Regions from separate parts of the Mus musculus genome. Here regions 1, 3, 4 and 5 are each linked to region 2. A link is a contact called in public Hi-C and Micro-C data. All regions are on one chromosome and are shown on one strand. The core of a region is the stretch at or near the end of the contact, and the rest is flanking DNA. Distances in the headings are between cores, read along the strand shown. Region 1 holds the start of Asb1 (ankyrin repeat and SOCS box-containing 1). Region 2 holds the start of Hdac4 (histone deacetylase 4). Region 3 holds the start of Traf3ip1 (TRAF3 interacting protein 1). Region 4 holds the start of Hes6 (hairy and enhancer of split 6). Region 5 holds the start of Gpc1 (glypican 1).

What was found. Hi-C and Micro-C count contacts between places; a contact is called where the count stands out from the background.
Region 1: a Micro-C map of embryonic stem cells shows a contact between it and region 2, with 5 times the contacts expected there. The contact joins the promoter of Asb1 here to the promoter of Hdac4 in region 2. A contact is called at or near these places in 14 of 39 promoter capture datasets (the 3T3-L1 cell line, 3T3-L1-derived adipocytes, the HPC-7 cell line and 9 more), 9 of 484 Hi-C or Micro-C datasets (B cells, CD4 T cells, cardiomyocytes and 3 more) and 6 of 115 datasets of contacts at active chromatin or transcription factors (the NIH/3T3 cell line, astrocytes, embryonic midbrain and 3 more).
Region 3: a contact with region 2 is called in a Hi-C map of B cells, with 8 read pairs. The contact joins the promoter of Traf3ip1 here to the promoter of Hdac4 in region 2. A contact is called at or near these places in 10 of 39 promoter capture datasets (the 3T3-L1 cell line, 3T3-L1-derived adipocytes, the HPC-7 cell line and 6 more), 3 of 484 Hi-C or Micro-C datasets (B cells and embryonic stem cells) and 3 of 115 datasets of contacts at active chromatin or transcription factors (embryonic forebrain, embryonic stem cells and memory CD8 T cells).
Region 4: a contact with region 2 is called in a Micro-C map of embryonic stem cells, with 4 times the contacts expected there. The contact joins the promoter of Hes6 here to the promoter of Hdac4 in region 2. A contact is called at or near these places in 4 of 39 promoter capture datasets (cranial neural crest, hippocampal neurons, liver and 1 more), 3 of 484 Hi-C or Micro-C datasets (CD4 T cells and embryonic stem cells), 4 of 115 datasets of contacts at active chromatin or transcription factors (astrocytes, embryonic stem cells, neural tube and 1 more) and 1 of 9 other capture datasets (liver).
Region 5: a Micro-C map of embryonic stem cells shows a contact between it and region 2, with 7 times the contacts expected there. The contact joins the promoter of Gpc1 here to the promoter of Hdac4 in region 2. A contact is called at or near these places in 4 of 39 promoter capture datasets (hippocampal neurons, liver, neutrophils and 1 more), 3 of 484 Hi-C or Micro-C datasets (all in embryonic stem cells) and 4 of 115 datasets of contacts at active chromatin or transcription factors (effector CD8 T cells, embryonic stem cells, memory CD8 T cells and 1 more).

Annotation. Positions count from the first base shown.
Region 1 is chr1:91,537,745-91,541,881 of GRCm38.p6, reverse strand. Asb1 (ankyrin repeat and SOCS box-containing 1) reads right to left here and starts at 1,317. Exons shown (of 5, transcript NM_001039126.2): 1 at 1,018-1,317. The coding sequence starts at 1,069.
Region 2 is chr1:92,178,209-92,182,284 of GRCm38.p6, reverse strand. Hdac4 (histone deacetylase 4) reads left to right here and starts at 1,944. Exons shown (of 27, transcript NM_207225.2): 1 at 1,944-2,027.
Region 3 is chr1:91,492,425-91,496,980 of GRCm38.p6, reverse strand. It overlaps Traf3ip1 (TRAF3 interacting protein 1), which reads right to left and starts at 2,313. Exons shown (of 15, transcript NM_028718.2): 1 at 2,093-2,313. The coding sequence starts at 2,215.
Region 4 is chr1:91,410,772-91,415,092 of GRCm38.p6, reverse strand. It overlaps Hes6 (hairy and enhancer of split 6), which reads left to right and starts at 1,871. Exons shown (of 4, transcript NM_019479.3): 1 at 1,871-2,036; 2 at 2,114-2,200; 3 at 2,291-2,372; 4 at 2,611-3,610. The coding sequence starts at 1,956. The coding sequence ends at 3,035.
Region 5 is chr1:92,829,597-92,834,059 of GRCm38.p6, reverse strand. It overlaps Gpc1 (glypican 1), which reads right to left and starts at 2,415. Exons shown (of 9, transcript NM_016696.5): 1 at 1,963-2,415. The coding sequence starts at 2,128. It overlaps Gm29481 (a long non-coding RNA gene), which reads left to right. Exons shown (of 3, transcript XR_003947946.1): 1 at 1-1,365.

The DNA.
Region 1 (4,137 bases), core at 68-2,567, 640 kb after region 2:
CCACTTTTTCTTCCACAGGACTATTCTGTACCTTAAGAAATAGCTACCCTTTGACCAACCACCTCTCTCCCATTTCTCATTCCTGCATGACAGGTCAATCCACTCAAAGATCTTGTCTGTCCCTGAGATCAAATTCAATGACAACCAAAGCTCTTGGTGGTAGAGGCCTTGCCTTGCTTTTTCATGTCACCCCGATAGCCCCAGGTGAGTCAGGCCAATAGGACATCATCCACAAAGTTTGTTGAATTGATGGAGGGAGGAATGACAAGAGACTGTACCAACATTGTGGCTTTCTCAGATTTTCTGCATACAGAAGAGAGCTCAGTGAACTCTAAAATCAGAGATGGGTGCAGAAGCACACCTACCAAACACCTACCAGCAGGTTCAGAAAGACCCCAAGGTGGACGCCGTACCAGGAAACTCTCCTGGGAATTGTTAGTTCCATTGTAGCAGCACTGCAAAGTGGAGCAGCTTTAAGGCAGGTGGCAAGTGTCACCCTTTTTCTGCAGGTGGGTCAAGCGCCCCTGTAAGAGTTGTGGCACTAGCAAGCTCTCTGGGGACAGCACTGTCGTTAAGGTGGGTGGAGGTGGGGCGGAGGACGTTTGTCCAGTAGCTACTGCGCTGACTGGCTGGCGGGATGGGGAAAGGGAACCTGTCCGCACGAAGGCTGACCTCTGAGGGCCCTTACTGACCAGTGAGCTCATACCTGGAAGAAGATCCGAACCCCATGGTCCAGCCAGGGTCATCGCTGACGGGGATGGGCTAACAGGGTGGCAGTTACAAGGCTAGCTCCACCAGAAAGAAACCTCCGTGGGAGGGATGTCCACGAGAGGCCAGGCAGGAGCGGGGGCGCGCGCCTAGGGCCGCGCGGAGCCTAACGTCCACACTTACTGACCCCGGGCGCGATTCCTCGGATCTGGCCTGCGAGGACCGAGGACCCGAGTCCCGGACGCCCAAGGGACACTCTGACCCCAAGACGCAACCCCGCTCCCTACTACCCCTAGCCGCGCACGTTACCTGCGGGTCCCGGGCCGGCCCGTCCATCGGGGCCGGTCCCGCCCTCCGCCATGCCTACTTGGTCCTCAGCCTCCGCCCTGACCCCGCCGCCTGTCCACCTCCGCAGCAATCCTGTCAGAGAGCAACGCTGTCAGAGAAGCACCGCCGGCGTTTCCGGCAGGTGGGCGTGTCCAGGGCTCGGCTTCCGGGGAGTATGAGCCTCCTTTTCGTACTTCCTGCTCCGGACGGAGGGTGCTGGGGTCTCCACTTCCGGCCTGGCTAACGGACTTGATTGCTGATTAGCGGGGTTGACCAAACTGCGTCTCCCGAGGCAACAGCAGCAGCTTCTGGGGAAACGCCTTTCCTCTGGGGGCGGAGGCTTATTTGCATGCCTCAGGAACTCCTGGTTGGTCGATTCTGTTCCCGCCCACTGGAGGGCGGGACGTGGGCGGGACCGTTACGGCCCAGTGGACTGTGGTCCGCTATCGCAGCGGCTGAAGGGTGTTGAGTGACGTGGGGCTGCGCTGCTGTCCTTTCTACGAGACTCCAAACGGTGCCTTCCGAGTCGGTGACTTGCAAAGTTGTGTTAGACGAAGGCAGCCCAGAATGTCTCCATGGAGCCAATAGTGTCTGTAACTTGGTCAAGGCGTGTTGACAGAGTGGCTTTCCCTCAAGCACTCCCGATTTTACATCGGTCACACTGTGTGCGTTGCGTTACGAACAGTTCTTAAGCATGGACGCTGTCGGGTCCTTTCATTCTCCTCTACACAACTTAGGGAAGGTACCTTGCAGGGGGAGGACCCCAGTGGACCGGGGGGAGACCGCGCCTTAAGGAGACAGAAGCGCCCCGCTGTCCTGTGAGATGGAGGCAAGGCCACAGTCTCCAACACCGCGGCTGTGACTTGTCTGCATCTTTGTGTGGTCATGGCACACCAGCTGGGAGCTAGCGACTATAGGTGCCCAACAAATCCTCGTGCCCAGACTGGCTCAGTTGCACAGGTCTGTGGAGCTGTGTGAGGCATCCTGGAACAGAGCCACGGGCTCTGAGGGTTTTGAGGGGAGCGGGGAGATTCCTGCAGTGGTGTTTGGTCTTGATAACACCGTTGGCACGAGGGACAGGTGACACCAATGACGCTGCAAGGCAAAGAGCCAGAGGTGGCTCAGCCTTATGGCTCTGCTCCACGGCTGCACATCCCTGGCTGGGATACCTCAAGGGTAAAACCACCCAAATGCGCATCAAAATGTGGTGTCGTGGCCATCCATATATCCTTTAAAAAGCCTCTGCCCCAGGTTACAACATGGCCAACCCTGGAGGATCTCTGCTCAGTGAAATAAGCCAGCAATAACGAACAAATAATGCACTCTTCCACACATAGGTCACTAAAGGAATCAGCTTCGGAAACAGAGTGGAATAGTAGGTGTCAGTTTGCTTCCAGAAAAGGGAGTGTCACGGGTGAGGGGACAGAGATAAAACTCCAGGCTGTCACCCTAGCCTGAGAACTTCGTTGAGACCAAAACTCAAGCAAAACTGGACTTACTGCTTTGGCTCGGGAAAAAAAAAATTTGTTAAGACTAATGGAAGCAATGTTGAGGTTTTATTTAAAATACTTTAACATTAGACTTTAACCTAAAGACTTAGAAGAGAGGTACTATGGAAGACACACCCAAGTATAGCTCCTCAAGGGAGTCACAATCCTTAGCACTAGCTACTATATACACCATTTTGATGGCTCTCAACTTAGATCTCAAGAGTACTCAGAAACTAACACTCTCTCTCTCTCTCTCTCTCTCTCTCTCTCTCTCTCTCTCTCTCTCTCTCTCTCGTGTTTGTGTGTGTGTCTATGAGATTATGGGGTGGCTTCAGACATACCTTGGATGGAATTATAATCTGATAAAGCCAGGAGCCACTGATTGCATGAGTTTTGTGCATGTCCATTTCCTGTAAAAGTTTCTAGTGAGAGTCCTGGAAAATTGCAGGTGCATAAGTGCGGAGGGAGGAAAGCTTTAAGCAGTTAATTGTGCTGGAATTCCTGCTTCTCTGTTGGCAAGAGGCTTCAACCAAATTCCTCAGTAAAGGTAAAGGGCTCCTCTTCCTCCTCATACCTCCATGATTTGCCTTTCTATTCTATCTCAGGAGGAATAGGAAGTGAATACTTTTTAAAAGGGGTTTGGGGGTGGGGTAGGGCAAATGGAGACAAGATCTTACTAGCCCTTGGCTGGCCCAGAGCTGATATGTAAATGAGTCTTGCCTTAACTCATTGAGATCCACCTGCAGTAGCTTCCCAGGTGCTGGGAAAGTATACAACCACAGCTGGCAGAATTATTTTTATATTTATTTAAAGTGTGTGTGTGTGTGTGTGTGTGTGTGTGTGTGTGTGTGTGTGTGTGTGTGTGTGTGTGTGCGTGCGCGCGCGCGCGTGCGTGCGTGCTGGGAGCACCATGTGTGTGCTGGTGTCTTCAGAGGACAGAAGAGGGATTAGATAGCCTGGAGTTGGACTGACACGCAGTGGTGAGCTGGTGCTGGGTGGAGTAAGCCGGCCCTCAGCCTACATGAACCGGGTATTTCTGGAAGGCAGGCTGGGGCTGAAAGAGACTTAGACTGCAAGAAAGGAATAACGAAGCCAAGACAATTTTTCTCTGATCAAGGCCCACTAGTTTACTAAGAGAGTGTGCTTATAAAGGGGGAAGGCCCATCCCCACCCCCACCTCCACCCCCCCCCCCCCAGGCCATTCTTGGTGCCTAGAACCATTTTGTCAGCACTTGGTCGCCAGGCTGTTCAGATTGTCACCCAGACATTCAGGAATGTCTCAGGAAGACAGGTTCAGCCTCTCGGCAGGTAGCAGAAGAAAGAGCAGGGAAGTTGTCACTTCAAAAGGAGCCAGCCAAGTCAGAAAGCTGCCCCGCAGGTGGCCGCACCTCAGTGGTGACAAGGTCTGTACCAGCCCGCTTCAGGCTGGGGGAGGCTACCGCTGGGTGCTGGGTGCTGGGAACTGAACCCTGCTCCGCCCGTGCTCCACCGTGCATCATCTCTCCAGCCCCAGAAGTTAGTATTTTAATGGGACAACATGAGTTTGGAAAGATGAAAAGATTTGGGGTTGGTTATACTGTGTTTACTTATAGTCATAACTATAAATTTAAAG
Region 2 (4,076 bases), core at 695-3,194:
GGTGTTCCTCCACCTACCCATCCACTCCCACCTCCCCACCCTCGATTCTCCTACACTGGGGCATCTATCCAGCCTTCATAGGACCATTGATGCATGACAAGGCCGTCCTCTGCTACAAATGAAGCTGGAGCCATGTGTACTCCTTGGTTGGTGGCTTACTTCCTGGAAGCTCTGGGGGGTGGGGTCTGGCTGGTTGATATTGTTGTTCTTCCTAAGGTTTTGTGTTTAATTTTTAATTGGTGGGCTTCTACTAATTCTTGGGTGTTTTTGTATTAGAGGTCTGTTTTTATTTCTGATCTCCTGGTTTCTAACACCAAGCCTCTGTCTGAGAATGGGACTCTGTAAAGCCCTATAGAAACCCTGGTGGTACTGGGGTGCCCTTCCCCTACTCTTTGTTTGCTGCTAGAGCTTTTTCTATGTACCAATCACAATTCTGTGAGGTCTAATCAGCACAGAGCAATACTCCCCCGACCCTGGAACCGAACCATATCATTTCAGAGTAACTGCATCTAAGATTATATTCCAGCACTTTCTCATGGCACTTTTGTTTAGGGTTGTCTTTACTCAGTACTCACCAAATCTGTGATTATTGCATGTCTTTATCCTTTCAAGTACTTCTGAACTTCATGTTTCATCTAAATGTTAGCAGGCTGCAGATCCTGCATTATTTTGTATGTAAATTTGGTAGTGTACTTTTCTATAAGCAGCTGCACTAGCACTCCTAAGTGCGGTCATTTTCTTCTGCTCTTTTCTATTCCACAATTCATCCCTTGGCTTCACAGCTGAGCTATCCTAGAGTATGAATTTCTCCCAGTGAATGAAGCTTTCTAACTCAGTATTACCTTGAGATAATGAAAAGAATCTATTGCTTCTTGCGAATTGTTTTACCTTCAATTTTCCCCCAGTCATGGAACAAAAATGCTATTAAATCTCTACTCAACTCCTATCAGGCAAGGCCTAGTAAATAGGTCAGCATCCTAGGTCAGGCCATGTAGGGTGGACCAGATGCTCTTGTCTTCGTTTTGGATGTGGGATTCTGGAAATATCATGGACACAGGATGAGAAATTGCACTACTCTCCTGATGAAAGGAAATGGACCCAAGGGAGCCAGAAGGATGGCCTTTCACGCCCATCCACATTCGTGAACGCCAATTATAGGCGCTTGGCCCAGGTCTAGAAGAACCTCAGAGAAGGGGTGGTCCCAACAAACCGGGACGCCGTGGCGGCGAACCAAGAATACACCTCCGCAACAGCAGCGGTCCCAGAACCCCCAGTTCCCACGGCCACGCAAGGCCCCACAGTCACAGCCGCACCCCCAAGCGGCGCGCCTGCCCCGGGGCAGGGCGGGGCCCGCCGCGCCTGCGCACTCCCTCTGGGCTCGGCGTCCCCCGCACGCAGCCCACGTGATCTGTGCCTTGCCTAAGATGGAGGTTGCCGCCAGGCCCGGCCGGGCCCTCGCCTTAGTCTGTGCTCTTCCGCGCCCCCTTAGAGCATGAGACAGGCGCTCAGGCACACTGTATTGACCCGGGCAGCGCCGCGGGCTGCCAAGGAGGTCTGTCCACGGCTTCAATCAGTTCGCGCACCAGCTCCCTGCTCTTTCTAAAACAGCAAAAGCTCTCAGAGCGGGCGCCTGGAGAGTCTTCGGTACGCCCCGCTCATTAGAATTGACAATGCTGGGAGCCAATGGGGTTTGGAACTTTTGAGAAGGGCGGACGAAGGCGGAGCCCCTTCGCAGCGCCCGCGAAGCGGGGCTGGCTGTTGGGCTATTGTGGGGCGGACTTAGGACTCTCGGACCAATGGAAGGGCGGCTGAATTCTTGGAGGCGGGGCCGAGCCGTAATTGACGCTTTCTTCATTAGAAACCAGGCAGGGGGCGGCGCCCACGGGGGGAGGTGACGCAAAGCCGTTGTAGCCAATGGCTGGTGGGCCGCCGACGGGAGGGGCGGGGCTGGGGCGCCTGACGGGCGTAGGGCGCGGCCTATCCCCGCGCGGCTCTGCGCTCGAGGGGGAGCAGCATCATGGTTCAACGTGGGTCAATTTTTTGTGAATGAGGAGGGGAGGTTGTGGGGCCGCTGCCGCGGAGCACCATCCCCGCCGCCGCCCGAGCCCGAGCCCGCGCGCCTGCTCGCGCCGCCGCCGCCGCGCCGCCTCACGCCCGGCCCGCTCAACGCGGCTGCTGTCGCCGTCGCCGCCCGAGCCCGCCCGCCCGCCGGCGGCGGCGCAGGCTGAGGAGATGCGGCTCGGAGCGCCGGAGCAGGGCTAGACGCGGCCCGCCGCCGCCGCGGTAAGCCACCGGCCGTCATTGTCCGCGCCGCCCGGTTGCTGGCGGCAGGTGGACGCCCGGCCCCGCCGAGGCCTCGGGGCCCTGCGCCGCGGGCTGGCGGGCGGGAGAGCGGCCTGCGCCGGCGGGCGGGCAGGTGGGCGCGCGGGGGCGGGGGCCGGGGCGTTTATGTAACTTTGTCAGCCTGTGAGTTTGCAGAAAACGCCCCTCGGCGGCGGCGGGCGGCGGGGCGGGGGCCGCGGCCGGGCCCGGACCGTCGCTGGGCTGGCGAGGAGCTGCGCTAGCCCCGGAGACGACCGGTGTCCACCCTGAGCGAGGGTTCCGAAGGCACAGCTTGTAGCTCACACAGCGGGAGTCGGTCGGAAAGGCCGGGTGTGGAACCCGTGTTCTCCTTTAATGCACACCGAGAATTTGTTAATAACTTGCAGCCGCTGATAGCAGTGTTTTGGTTATTGCATGCTGTAAATTGACCTGCTGTGACACGATTTTCAAATAAAGCGTCGCAGAAATTAAACTTAAGTTATTTTAGAACTAATGACTTTCTTAACTAAATCCTAATTGCATTACTGTAGAGACCTACCTAATTGCTTTCCGAGAGCCACTCTGCCTGCCCGGGGAGGAAGGAAAGGCCTGTGTAGTCACTTTGCCTCCCTGCTTTTCTCTGCTCAGGCTTTTCTGTCTGTTCCCACAAACCACCTAAGCATTTAAGGCCTGCGAGTATTAACGTGTAAACAGCCATGGCCCTGTCGCACTTTGGGGCTAGGGGGATGCTGGCGGCTTGCACCTTGACCTGGTTTCGGTTTTTCCTCCGTGATATGATCGAGGTTGCCAGGAGTTTTAATTGCTTCTGATAATTCCGTGCATTATTTCAGGACCGGCTTGATGAAAGCTAGTGTAGTGGTTTCAAAATCCACCCAGAAAGAAGGTGATGGTGGTGGTGGTGGTGTAGGTAGGTGTAGTGCTTGTGGAGAGGCAAGGAGGTTGAATTAAGAAAACTCAGCTGCTTGTACACAAATATACACTATAGCAGTTACAAGGCAGCAAAAGTTATTGCAGAATTTTGCAGTCACTATGGCAACACAATTACTCCATTATAATTGGAAATGCAAAATGCCACCCAGTTAGAAGTTTCATCAGGATGGAGTTTTGGATATCAAAAAATATGTGAGATTTAGTTAAAAATTCTCATTTTTTTCCCCCAGGTAGCTTTGCAGCTCTAGTCTAGGTTCAATTGTCTATTTTTAAGACCCATCCGCTTTCCCAGATCTGCCACTCCTCGGGATCTGTGGCATCTTTCCCCAGAAGAACTCCCCGTTTGTGTGGGAGGGAAGTATTTTCATGCTTTAAAAACACACACCCGACACACTGTAAGACTTCTATGGTTTTCTGTGTTCTGGCTTTTCTTTTAAAGATCAAATGCCTTCCTGAAGAGCAGTAATCACCCAGAAGAGGCTGGGTTTGCTAGAAGGCAGAGGTAACACTGCCCCCTTTAGGGGTCTGCAGGCTGCTTACAGGGTATCTGGGAGCCCTGTGGGGGAGAAGAATGACTGTGAACTGCAGACGGGGCCTGGATAGCCTAGAGACCAAGGACAGATGTGACCTAAGCAGCCCTAGCAAGAATGTCTGTGGTTAGCAACATCAGAGAGCTGTGCAACATATAAAGCCCCCAGATGGCACCTTCTCAGAAGCTAGGGGCTGCTGCTGGTGAGGTGGGCAAGAGAACATAGCACTCTATCTTCCTGGGGCTCCTGGCTCCTAGCTTGACTTTGCTTTCAAACCTGTGTTAGGAGGATGTC
Region 3 (4,556 bases), core at 1,064-3,563, 690 kb after region 2:
CTGGGATGGGGCTACAATTACTTTGGCAACATCGTTCTAGTCATTAATTAATCTAGAAGAGTCCATCTCACAACAAACTTCAGGAGAAACATATTGCTGGGCTGGGCTTTTTTTTTAGGAGACAGCTGGCTGGCACACAGACCACCAGAGCATCCCAATCTAACACTCCTGAAACTGACTTTGCTCAGGTTTCCCCAAGACACTGGCAGTTTAAATTGTGAGCAGCAACTGTGACAAGAGACATTTGTGTCTGAATGTCAGCTTAATGAAGAAACAGCTGTAGCTACCTCATGGAAGAGACTTGAATGCAGTATTCAGGGACAGTAAAGAACCTTCAGGGAGGCTCTCTACCTCTGCTCTGAAAAAACTTCCAAGTACATCAACTCTGACAGCCTTCCTTATCAAGGAGGTGACAGCTAATGTACGTACCTTCATACCAAAACAGACCGGCTTCACCACTGGATCCAGTAAAGTCTAAAAGAAAAGCAGCCCTCACTCCTCACCTGTCTACCTGTCAACAGTCATCTCCCACTTCTTTCCTCTTCCCTCCCATAAGCCCCACTCCGTTCCTGAGTGATCTGAGGCTGAGTAGCACTCCCCGTAAGCCATGGGCTGAGGGTACTAACAGAATAAAAACACAGGCCTAGCAGTCTCCACTGTGATAGGCCGGTGCCATGATGCCTGAGTCTTCTTGACTCCTTCACTGTTGAAGAGTGGCAACTGCCTGCTTCCCAGGGCTCTCCACACCACCAGTCCCTTCCTCAGACCTTCCAGGATAGGCTACAAACGCCTCACAGACTGGGAGAGGAGACTACCAGGCGGCAGAGCACCTTGGGATGTGGGTGGATTCCTGAGCATTTCTGGACACATGTAAGATTAACAGACAGGGCCATGTTCCGAGACAGTACCTATTACAAGCTAAGGTAGGAGGGCCAAATGAGTAACGAGAAGGGTAGACTACAGTGCTCAACCTACTGAGACGAGAAAGTCTGAGGGTCAACACTGGGAGAGACCTTGAGCTCTGGACTTCTAAGTCCCAACCATACCCCAAGTTCCACAGCACCTTCTGGAGTACCATGCCCATTCTGTGTACCCCCTGCAGTGACACTCTTGGGGTTACCAAGAGCCCAGACAGACTCCACACAATTGTAACTGTTGTACAATGTTATGTACCTCATCCAATGCAGCTTCCTGGAGACTCACTAACAAATAGAAGACAAGCTCTAAAGAGACATAATGGTAAGTGCTGCAGGTTGGGAGAAGTAAAGTAAGGCAGGTCCCAAGACCTAGTGGGCCTGGGAACCTAACATGGAAGGCACCACTGAATGCTCAGAAGGTCCCAGACAAGGACCTGCACCCTACCCAGGCCTCAAGTATAAGCACAGCCCAATTCCAGAGCCCCAACATACCTCCAGCTCCTAACAGCAACTTGACCCTGAGCCTAGACCCTGTCCCGAGGCTCACACTCAATAAACCGATGTCAGCCCGGGCCTCTACCTCCTCTCAGCCTCACCTTCTGGCTCCAGCACCCTAACCCACAGACCTAGACTCTGACCCGGGCCTTCTATCTCCACCCAAACCACTAGACCAGCACCCGCTACTCTACCCTGACTCCAACTGGAACCTAACCCTGACCCTCACCTGGACCTGGACCTGCACCTCCACCCCTCAACGCACTCTCAATCCAATCAGCACTCGGAGCCACACAGACCTTACCATTGACCCTGATCCTCACCTTCATCTGAGACTAATCCTCATTTCGACCCAAACCCTGATTGGCATCCTACAACGCCCCTCACACTACCCGGTCCCTCAACGCGATCCTCACGCTACCTGGTCACTCGCCTTGATCCGGCCCTAATTCTGACTCTCACCCCGAAACGAATCCTACTCAGACGCGCATCCTACCTCGACTCTCACCCTACCCGGACCCTCACTCCGACACTCGCTCGGTCCCGCACTTAACCATAACCTTCAACACCGTTACCCCAACCCTCAACCCGTCCCGCCACTACCCGGACCCTTAACCCGTTCCGCACTCTACCCCTACCCTCACCCCACCTCAACCTGACGCGCACCAGCCCGCGCCTACCTCGGTGATGATGTCGTGCAGGTAGCGGAACGGTGGCTTGTTGAGCAGCTTCTCGGTGAGCGGCGGCCTCCGGATCACCTTGCCCAGAGCCTCCTGCGTCCGCCGCACCACTGCGGCGTTCATGGCGCTGCCGCCCGCGACCGCTCGCGCCCCTCCTCGCGCGCCGCGCCTCTGCCCGGTGCCCCGAGATGCCCGCCGTCCCGGCGCGCCGGTCTCCCATCCCACAGTGCACCGCAGCTCGCCACCGCGCTTGCGCGTGCCACCAGCACCCGGTCTCTAGGGCCGCGCGGCCTTGGCAACGGACGCGCGCCCGGCCCCGCCCATCCCCTCCGGCCTCTCTAGCTGCTCTGGAGGACACACGCGCTCCGCCTCTGTGGCTGCTTGAACCTGAGCCTGCTCCGCCAACCCGGCGCACCATAGGGCGCTGCACAGCACTGCCCAGAGACCTGGCATTCTGAGTGAGAAAAGAGCGACCATTTGATATTTCTAAGGAGAGCATTTACAGTAACACCCACCAGGAAAATAACACTTCACATAAACTTGGAAAAGGACTTGACTCCTTTCATCCCTTCATTCCTGTTCCCTGCCCAGCATCCCCTGCCTTAGGTAATCTTTAAGATGGTGCCAAGGGGAAGGGTTGTGTCCTTCCACATTTTCTGTGCTCTTGGTTCACCAGAGCGGGCACAAAACTGTGAAGGAGCTAGGCCCTTAGGCTAGGATGCTGCAGCTTTCTGCTACACACACACACACACACACACACACACACACACTTACTTCCCACCTCACCCTCACCACCACCCGAGGCTATGCAGGAGATGCTTCTACTGGATCAGGTGTTGCTGCTGTGCCTGAGGTCTGGAGCTCCTCTGCCCAAACTGGCAGAACCCCAACTAGAACATTGCCCCTGATCTCTCTACCATGGCTACACCCCGAGAGCCAGAATCTTCTTTAAGAGCCCTCTCACTCTGAGCCCCAGCTGGAGTTGGTCTCTGGGGGAGTTCAGAGAGCAGAATTCAGAGAGCAGAAGTCCTGTCTCTAAACACCGCCCCTAAGAACATACCCACCTAGCTCCTACCCTAGAAAGTTCACTCTGAGCAGAATCGTGATGTAGGTGTGGAATGAAAGCTGGAGCCAGCAACTGGCTTGTTTGTGATGCTGGACCAGGTGGTAGGAACTCAGGGTTTTACTTGGAAGATACCTCTGACCTTGGGAATTCTACTGAGGACCTGGAGCCTATGCCATACAACAAAGCGAAGATGATGCTTTATCCTCTCACAGCTTGTGGAGGAGGGCAGAACAGTAAGTGGATCCAAGAACACACACACACACACACACACACACACACACACACACACACACACACGAAGGCCAGAGTACAGTTTTGGCTGCCTTTAGGAGGGCTAACCAACCAGAAGATCTTCAGTCTATCTGGGTATCAAAGTTTTTTAGAAGATCCAGGACAGCAAGTATTGTCAACCAACCCTCTGGGGACTGACCTAGGGGAGGTAACTTTGAAGAGTATAGTTCTATCTTCCAGAGTCTCACCCCTGCCTTTGGTTCAGCCTACCCACCCCCATACTGAAGAAAGACATTCTTCAGTGGACAACATTCTGGTCACCAACGAAGCGGGTCCCAGAAGATATAAGCAATTCCTGGCTTCAAGAAAGATATCTGGAACCCAGACCTCCCCAGAGGAAGGATGCAGAGGCCAGCATGGAGCCATCAGTCTTGGGGGGCAGTCAGCAGAGTAGGGGCTACTAGCCTACATCACCCCCTGAGATGAGGGAGAGAGCAGGAAAGAGTCATTCACAGAAGAAGGTAGCTGAGTAAGAATGGAAAGAGGTTTCTAACTCAAAAGCCCGGCAGGGGAGGCTTTCAACGTGAACAGTTTCTGAGTGAATGAAGGGAATAAGGATGGTTGTGACTCACCCCAGGAAACAGAAGCCACAAAGCAAAGTGGCTTCCAGGCCCTACCTCCCCCAATTGAGAGGCAAACATTCCCAGAGACAAAGACCTGAGGATGCTGAACCTCACATCTGCTGAGAGCCCAGGATGTGGGTCAGGCTTAGCCAAGGGCCTGGATTTAGGTAGCAGGGAAGGAAGCAGGAGTCATGCAGAGATGATAAACCTATCTACTATCTGTCTGCTCATCCACTCCATCTGAATTTCAGATAAAACAGTTTACCATACATTTATAGCAGATAGGTTTTTTTTTTCATTCTTTTATTTGAAATTCAAAACTGAATACCCTGCAGCTTTTGTTCGCTAAGCCTGCAAGCCCTGGTTGTGGCGACCAAAGTGTGTCCATGAAGCAGAGCATCTCCACAAGTGGGAAGCCTCGCCCGTCGCTGCAGTTCCTCGCTTCCCAGGTTAGGGGTACAAAGCAAGGTCCCCACTACTAACTTACAGTCCCAGGTGTTGACACCTCCACTGCTGAGCTTTATATCAGGCTTGTGGAAGCTGG
Region 4 (4,321 bases), core at 622-3,121, 770 kb after region 2:
CCTCTCCTTTCTCTTCAAACCAAAAGGAAATTCTTGGGGTCTCCTGGGCAGATTGCCCACAAAGCCCTTGGAAGTCTGCAGGCCTACAGCTGCCTTTGTCCCTCTGGGGATTTACAGCCTGTTAATTTCTGCTGCTAACTAGTCACCCTGTGGCCATCATGGCCTTGCCTAGCCTCTGGGGTTCTCTGTTCCTGCCTGGGGGGGGGGGGGGGGATTAAAAGGCCCTACTACTAAGGAAATCTGCATGCAGGCAAACTTTGAAGGTAGGGTATGGTTCAGGGGACAAATGGCAGGAACTAGTAGTTTAACTGAGGGAGGTGAACAGGAGAAGGGTTTCCTGAGCCTGAGATGGGGTGAGTAGTCACGCTGCTGGGACCAATGGAGTCTAAGCCACTTGGCTAATGGAGTCACTAAAATAAAATAAATTGATGCCTGCTTGTACTTTCCCTTCCTCAAAGGTCTTCCAGCCAGGCTGACTGAAGCACCAGTTACCAAGACCTCAACGGTGCCCAGGCAGGCAGCCACTGAAGTGCTTAGTGGTGTCCAGGCCTAAGGATGGAGTATGTAAAGGCTGATTAGGAGCTGGCTCCTTGTCCTGGCTCTAAAGCAGCAGCCGAAATCCAAGAACGCTGGAGCAGAGCCAGGGGTTCCGAGGGGGCGCGCGCGCGCGCACACACACACACACACACACACACACACACACACACACCCCTCCCGCGGCGAGGCAGGGCCGGCAGATGGACCGCCGACGACGCGGGGCTTGGGCGTCTGGCCGACACAGGCGTGCCTGTTGCAGCCTGCAGGACAAAGCCAGCTAGACAAAGGCGCGGCCAACACCTGTCGCTCCTGGCCGGCCTGCCGCTTTTCTCTGCGGAAGCGGCTGCAGCTGCCAACTGTCACGGGCATCAAGTTACTGGGGCCAGACAGCAGCCTCGGCCTGCAGGAACCAAGAATAGAAGGGGGAGGAGCTGAGAGGGACTGGGGGTAGTGGGGATGGGGGACTCTAAGGGGACTCGCGGGGAAGGGAGGTGAGCGTGGAGAGGGGTTGGGGAACAGGGATGTGTGAGACCACCGCAAAGAGGATGCGGAGGAACTAGAGGGAAATGAGAGGCGCTTAGGCGGGTACGGGGTGATGAACAAGGAAGGAGAAGCTTGACTGGGGGCAGTTGGGGTGGGGTTAAAATAGACAAGGTAGTGGTTGGGTAAGTGACTTAGAGCACAGAGAAATAGAGATTTAGTAAGAACGACCGCGGACCTTGGAGTAAGAAGGTTATAGGTGTCTTAATGGGTCCAAAAGGACACACAAGGGTCCTGTTCCTGCTGCTAAATTGGCTCGTACTTTCCCCGGACTTTGCACTCTCGCCACCGGTGACCCGAAGCCCCTTCCAGGTCCCGAGGTCACGGACTTGACTTTGGCACTGCCCTGTCTGAAGTCAGCTCTGGGACTGGAGCGCTATTCTCGAGAGCACTTTTGGTGAACCAAGGGAAGCAAATGCCCTGTAGGAATGGATGGGTGAAGAGGTGGGTGGAAGGGCGGCATGGATAGATATACGGACCGAAGGATGTATAGCTAAGTCCGAGCTTACAGGCAGGCAGGTCTGGCCTCATAACTCAGCGAAAGGAAGTACAAGCACACCAGCAAGAGAGAAGCCGGAGGTCACTGCCCAGGAGTCCTGCCCGGCCTAAGTGGCAGGAGGTCTGGCTGTGGGCTCCGCCCCGCCAGCTGCCAGAGACCCGCGGGGCCTGACAAAGCGCGCCGCTCTCATTGGCTACAGGCTGCCTCACGGCTGGCCTCTCCGACCACGCACAGCCAATCGGTGCATTGACATGTAAATAAGTTGCTATAAAATGGGCGGGGTCCCGCGGGCCGGAAGACTCCGGAGAGCTAGTGGGGCCTCCGGGCTGCGACCCACCTCGCTGAGTAGTTTGCACTAGGGCGCCGGGCTCCGTAGACCATGGCTCCGTCCCAGGCGCCCAGCCGGGACCGTGCAGGCCAGGAGGATGAGGACCGCTGGGAAGCACGGGGGGACCGCAAGGTGCGGACAGGGGCTACGGGTGGATGGGCTTGGGGGAGGTTGCGCGGGCCAGGGGGCTCAGTAGCCGCTTCCCACAGGCCCGGAAGCCCCTGGTGGAGAAGAAGCGACGCGCACGGATCAACGAGAGTCTTCAGGAGCTGCGGCTGCTGCTGGCCGGTACCGAGGTGCGACGGGAAAGGTGCAGGGGGGAGGGGGACCTTCAGGGTGCACCCCGAAGCGCACGGCCGGACTCAACTCCCTTCCCCTCTGCGCAGGTGCAGGCCAAGCTAGAGAACGCCGAGGTTCTGGAGCTGACCGTGAGGCGCGTGCAGGGCGCGCTGCGAGGCCGGGCGCGCGGTGAGTGGCGGCGGGGATCGAGGGCGGGGGCGCTGACCGGGCACGCCTGCCACCCAACAGCGGGACACGTCGGCTCCCGGAGCCCCGGTCCTATCCATGGCAAGGGCTTCCCCCAGAACGGGACACGCTACTGTGTCTCCTGGGTGAGCCCCGAACCCGCGGAGCGGATCGTCCGAGCCACGATAGTCACTGCTCACGGTGCGGGACGCTGCTCTCTTCTTCCCACCCTCCTGCACAGAGCGGGAGCAGCTGCAGGCTGAAGCAAGCGAGCGCTTCGCTGCTGGCTACATCCAGTGCATGCATGAGGTGCACACGTTCGTGTCCACGTGCCAAGCCATCGATGCCACTGTCTCAGCTGAACTCCTGAACCACCTGCTAGAATCCATGCCGCTGCGTGAGGGTAGCAGCTTTCAGGATCTGCTGGGGGACTCCCTAGCTGGGCTGCCTGGAGGCTCTGGGAGGAGCAGCTGGCCTCCAGGAGGGTCCCCAGAATCCCCATTGTCCAGTCCCCCAGGTCCCGGGGACGACCTGTGTTCTGACCTAGAGGAGATCCCAGAGGCTGAACTAAACCGGGTGCCTGCTGAGGGGCCGGATTTGGTGTCTACATCCTTAGGCAGCCTGACTGCAGCTCGCCGGGCTCAGAGTGTGTGGAGGCCTTGGTGACCAACACTTACCAGGGACCTGTGAATGGTGGCTGCCATCCTTAAGTTTGCTTCCTCCCTGGGTATCAGATAAGGTGGAGACAGCTCAGGATGCCCCCCAGGTATGCCCTCCCCACTCTCCAACAGATGACTTGAATGACAACCCTAATGGCCAGGCCCTGCAGGTCCCTAGCACTATTTTTTCGTGGACCCTAGAGCTCTGGATGGTGGCTGGGGGGCCAGGGGGTGCACTAAAGAAAGACAGGAGACTTTTGGAGAGCTGCCAGGGCTCCCTCGTGTTCACCTCTCCCTGCCTTTTGGGCATTCTGAGGATCTAGGGCAGAAGTGGCCAATCTTGAGACTGAGCATTAGGGTCCTGGGCAGGGACACACAGGCCACAGCAATCCTGACCTGAAAGGAAGTTCAGATTTGCTACTTTGGCTATGAGACCAGGGGAGGCGGGCATATTCTGCGGTCACTGAAGCTGCTCCTCGTTTGTAACACAGTTGCGCGCGTGTGAGTTTGGTTGCCATCCCATCGATGCTCCAACCGAATTAAATAAAGAACTTTGGAGTTAGTTGCTCCTGGTGTACTGTCATTGATGTGTCCAATGTGTGAATGTTCAACTGCATCCAACACTAGTGTATACCTTTTTAAAGGGCCCACCCTTTGTTAGCAAAGTGTATTCGTGTGGTGCTGATAGAGATGTCCCCACTGCTGGCCAGGTCCTCTGTGTTCCCCCACTTTCCTAGGAGTATGTGTCCTTGAGGATTCCACTAGCATCAGGTTTGTCTCCAGGGTAACTAAGCCGTAGGGAGAAGATCTGTCCTTGTACTGTTCTCTCCTGAGCTCCCAGGACTAACGCTGGTGGCTAGTTGCTAGTTCTTTGCCTTGGGCCCAGACAAATTGGGACTGAGGTTAGGTTAGACTCTGGAAATCAGAATCCTCAGGAAGAAAGAAGTGGATAGGATGGGTATGTAGTATGCCTACAGATAATCAGTTGACAGCAATCACTGGCACCATTAGAAAGCCTCCTTCCCTCCAGGATCCCAAAACACATGGTTTTCACTAGGCTGCAAGCAGGCTTTAGGATTGTCATCTTAGGTCATGTGCCTTTAAGAGCATCTTTCTCAAAAGCTTCAGGTCCTCCGGTGTTTTAGGATTTTGGGGTTCATCTCTATGCCAGGTTAGAAATCCACGCAACCTAATCTTAGCATTGGGGCTGAGCTGTGGGCACCTGGGGGAATGGAAATGTTATTCCTGGGATTATTTTCTTTACCTCAAACTAGTGTAGAGTTCCAGGGGGAC
Region 5 (4,463 bases), core at 1,166-3,665, 650 kb before region 2:
TCTTTAGTGCCCTGGGGCTTGGAGGTATTCTCCCACTCTGAGGGCTGTGAGGTGCAGCCCATGGGGTTCCAGAAAAGTGTGGCACCAGTTCTGAGGTGCACCAATAGGGATGATGGGAAAACATAGGCCCCAGCCTTGCATGTCAATAAATAGGGTGTCTCTGAACAAACACTGGGCCCCAACCAGTATGACTGCTGTAATTCTGCAGGGTGCCTACACACCCCAGCTGGATGGGCATCTACGGCTGTCCTCACAGACATCAAAGCCTTTTGCTTGTCTTGTTCCTAATCCCCCACATTCCCCAACTGCAGGGTAGTAAGAACCAGGCTCTCTGGAAGGACCACACCTCTGCTTCTTTATTTTGCCCTCTCACTGCCCTTGTCACTGCCTACATTGCCAGTCCCTGCCTACTCGGGCACAGTAGCTGTGGGTGGGTACAAGCTCAAGAAGGTCTCCAAGAAGGCATTAAGATGGGTGGCATATCCATGCCAAGGTAAGATGTAGGCTGGAAGGCCTCAGGCTGGTATGTGTGCGGAGCAGGGTACGTCTGGCAGGGATAAGAGATACACAAGGATGTCAGGGTATATGTTCCTATTTCTGTGTGTTTGGAGGTGGGTAGAGTGAGCAGGGTACCAACCAAACTATACCTGCTGCTGCCAGGCACCGGGTGACAGTGCCCAGAGAACTGTAGGAGGTGGCTTTGGCAATGGCAGGGCTGTATGTAGAGAGAGGCATAGAAAGGCCTGTTCTGAGGGCATTTGAGAGGGAGATAGTCAAGAGACTCAGGCCACACAATGTGTCTTGTGGGTTCTGTCTCTCCCCAGAAACAGGGTTCTCCATGGCTGGCTATCTACTGCCATTCCCAAGCAAGTTGGGGCCACAGGCCACCCCTCTGGGCAATACTCTTACTTTCCTCATTCAGAGTGCCTACGACACCAGTTGAGTTTGGTCTCTAGTCTGCAAGCCCCCTCAGTTTCAGAAGAATCCCACAGCAGGAATTCCCTGCTCACCAAGGCCCTGGTGTTACACTTATCCAGGAAAGCTCCCCACACATTTAAGAGCAAAGCCTGGGGCTTGGGAGGTCCTTGGGACATTGCATAGGCACTCCAAGCTCATAAAGATTCGGTTCCCAGAGCTCCTGAGGCAGCAGGGAAGGGAAGGGAGGGGAAGGGCTGCTCTCAGCAGCTGCAGGGCCGAGGCCGCCGCCAGGAGGGCCGCTCTTCTTACAAAGAGATGACAAGGCCCCTGGGCGGGATCCAAGACGCCGACCACCTGCAGCTGGGCTCGCAGCTCCAGGCGGCCCGGAGCGCCCGGTCAGACCACGAGTGTGCTAGGATAGGGGCGCTGGCGGGCACAAGTTCCTAGGTAGGAATCCCCTCGAGCCCTGGGGTCCCCTGAATCGCGCAGCGGGCTCACATTTCCTTAGAACCCAGGCTTGAAGTGTAGGATCTCCCCCATAAATCCCACCTAGGCGGCTCCTGCTGTGGATCCGCGTAAATTCCTAAGCAGAACCCTTGACGCCTCTGGGAGAGATCCGCATAGAGAAGTTCCTAGCCCACTGCAACCGGGATATGCGACCCAATAGACCGTCCCAGAGCTACCGCTTGCTTCGCCGCAAGGGCGGCAGGCACGCTGTCCCGGAGCTGGGATTGCTGCCCCGCCAGCACAGTGGGCCAAGCCGGGGACCAAAGACGCCCAGCAACAACCCTAACCCAAAGGGAGCGCAGATTGCTATGGGGAAGGGACTCTAGAGCGTAGTGGCTGGGAACTGGGCAGCAACAGAGCGGATCGGAGCTCGGGGGCGAGGGCCGTGGGGTATAGACCAGTTGAGGAGCAGGAGGCCACTCCAAGTCCAGGCGGCGGGTTCTGGCGCCCGGGGCTAGCTGCGGCGCGGGTAGGGGCCCAGATCAGACCTCCCGAGTGCTAGGGTCCGGTGCCCCCGGACGCAGCGCCCTTACTCACCCGAGATCTCTGCCTGAGGCACATCGCTCAGGCTAAAGCCCTTAGCCCCGTAGATCTGGCGGACTTCGCTGCAGCTCCGGCTCTTGCTGGCGGGGTCCCCGCGGGCGCAGACGACCAGCGCGGCGGCCGCGCACAGCAGCCACCAGCCTCGGGTCCGGAGTTCCATGGCGGGGCCCGAGGCTCCCTGGCCGCCGGTGCGCGCCTCCCTCGGTCCCGGCCGGCCCGCTCAGCCCAGTGTGCGCGAAGGGCAGAGCCAAGGTCCCAGCGCGCGACGCTCGTGGTCCAGAGGCGGTGGCAGTCGAGGAGGCGGAGACAACAAAAGCCGGCTGCGGCTGCGGCGCGGGGAGCTAGGCGCGAGGCGCGAGGTCCGGCCGCTCAGTCGGGCCGCCTAGAGCGCGGCGGGCGAACGCGCAGCCCCGGCTCGGCGCCTCCCCCGCCGCCCGCCCGGCCCCACGGCGGCCGCGGAGAGGGGCAGGGAGGGGCGGGGAGCGCGGGCGGGAAGAGGGGAGCGCCCGGGCGGGGCGGGGCGGGGCGAGGCGGGGCACGATCGGGGCGCACCGGGCGCCCCTTCGCTCTCCGGAGGGAGAGGAGGGAATGTTCTCTCAGCCCAGGCGATGTGCTCCGTTGCCTGGGTGAGATGGGAGGCGGCGGGGAGAGCCTGGAGTGCAAAGGCCGAGTCCGGGGTCCCCTAAGGTGTCCCCCCCAGCCCAGCACCCAGGGCGGCGGCACCACCTGTGGGGGCGGGGGCAGGGCGGGGGGGGGGGGCAGCTGAGGCAGGGCTTCCCTCGCCGGACGTGACATCACGTCCTCCGCTGGCCAATCAGGAGCTTCCCCGCCCCCAGCCGAATTCGGCATCTCTTTGCTCCTTTCCATCCTTCACCTTACCGGCTTGCTCTCTTAGCGCTTCTACTACTCAGTCCTGGTCCGGTCACTTCCCTACTCACCTGCTGCCCCCCACCCCCCAGCAACAACTCCTACATCCATACGCCCTTTCTAGCCGCCCCTGAGCGGCTCCAGTTCTCGTCTGACGTGTTTTGGAGGAGGATGAGGGGGCTGAAAACTGGCCAAAAAAAAAAAAAAAAAAACTAGCCTTCATCAGCTCAGATGACTTCAGTTGATGCAGATTGCCAGCGACTGTTACGGTCCCTCTTCGTGACTATTTAGGTGCTAGAGCAATGGGGCAGAGGCAGGTCTGTAGGCTTGGGTGCAGCGTGGTAGGTGACCTCTGGCAAAAGGAATAGAGCGAGGAGTTAATGTTGGGCAGCTCAACTCCAGGCCAGGTGTGGCAGACCACCAACTGTCACGCAGCTGCAGGGATGATTGTGGGGAGAAGGGACCCTACCTGGGACCTACCTGGGAGCTGGTGATGGTGCTGGGTCTGGAGTTTCTTGCTTAGCTGCTGCCGGGCAGCACTATCCCTCCTGCTGTTCCCTTTATCCTATGAAGAGGCCATCATAGCTGAGGTTAGACTGAATCTAGATACCTAATCTGGGAATGGGAAGAAAGCGAGATGTGGTTTATGGTTGAGAGTCATAGATTACCACTATGTGTCAATAGAGTGCAGCGCTCTTGGATTCAGCTGAATCAGGGCTTTGCAGGTTTGTGGCAAAACCCCCAATCACCCATGCCTCAGGATGTCCTCCCGTCAGGGGTTCTGTCCACCTTAGGGGGTGGGTTTCCTGTCCTAACTCCTAGGAAAGTGATCCAATTAATCTCTGCAGTCATTGCTTGAGAGTAACAATGGAAAACCAATCTATCGGAGCAGATATCCTCACATCCCTCTACTGTAACACTGCTCCTGACTCACGGACCCCTGTCCACTGCATGTCCTGGCCAGGACAGCTTGGATCCCTGTCACTTTTAATAGAGGACTTGCAATGGCCAGGGCTCCTACTTGCTTTCTGTGCTCCCCATGTGTTCTGGCCTCTCAACATGCCATCACCACTGAATGCCTCTTTGTAAGTTGACCAGCCTAGATAGTTCCTTGGGGTAGGCTCAGTGTCTGAGCCATTTCTGGACCCCAAAATGGCAGGTCTTTAGGCTATGGCCTTTGCTATGATGCTGTATAGGTTGGCTGTCTTTTCTAGGGAAATCTTTATCACTGTACCTGCAAAAGAACAGCATAGCACTTTCCCACAGGTCATACTACTGGCAGCCAAGATAGTGCTCCAAAGTGGTGCTCCTCTCCATACTGGAGTCTCCATAATCTTGAGGAACCATGTATGCGAGCAGCCCAGGGGCTGACTAAGGAAGCCTGAGGGGAGCATGTAAGGACTGGCAGGTCCCCAGCAGCCTCCCCTCCCTTCTGGGGTCTCAAACCTGGGATGGAAGCGGCCTTAGTGCTCCCAAGAAGGGGCCCTTAGATGTGTTTGTCATGCCAAGGCCAAGTTTCTCTTCTCACTTTTACTGATCAGGACACTTTACGAAAAGTAGCAGAAAGCTGTCAGAGAGTGTACCTAGTTAGGTGACACCTGAGCTAACTTACCTGCCTCAACCTTGAC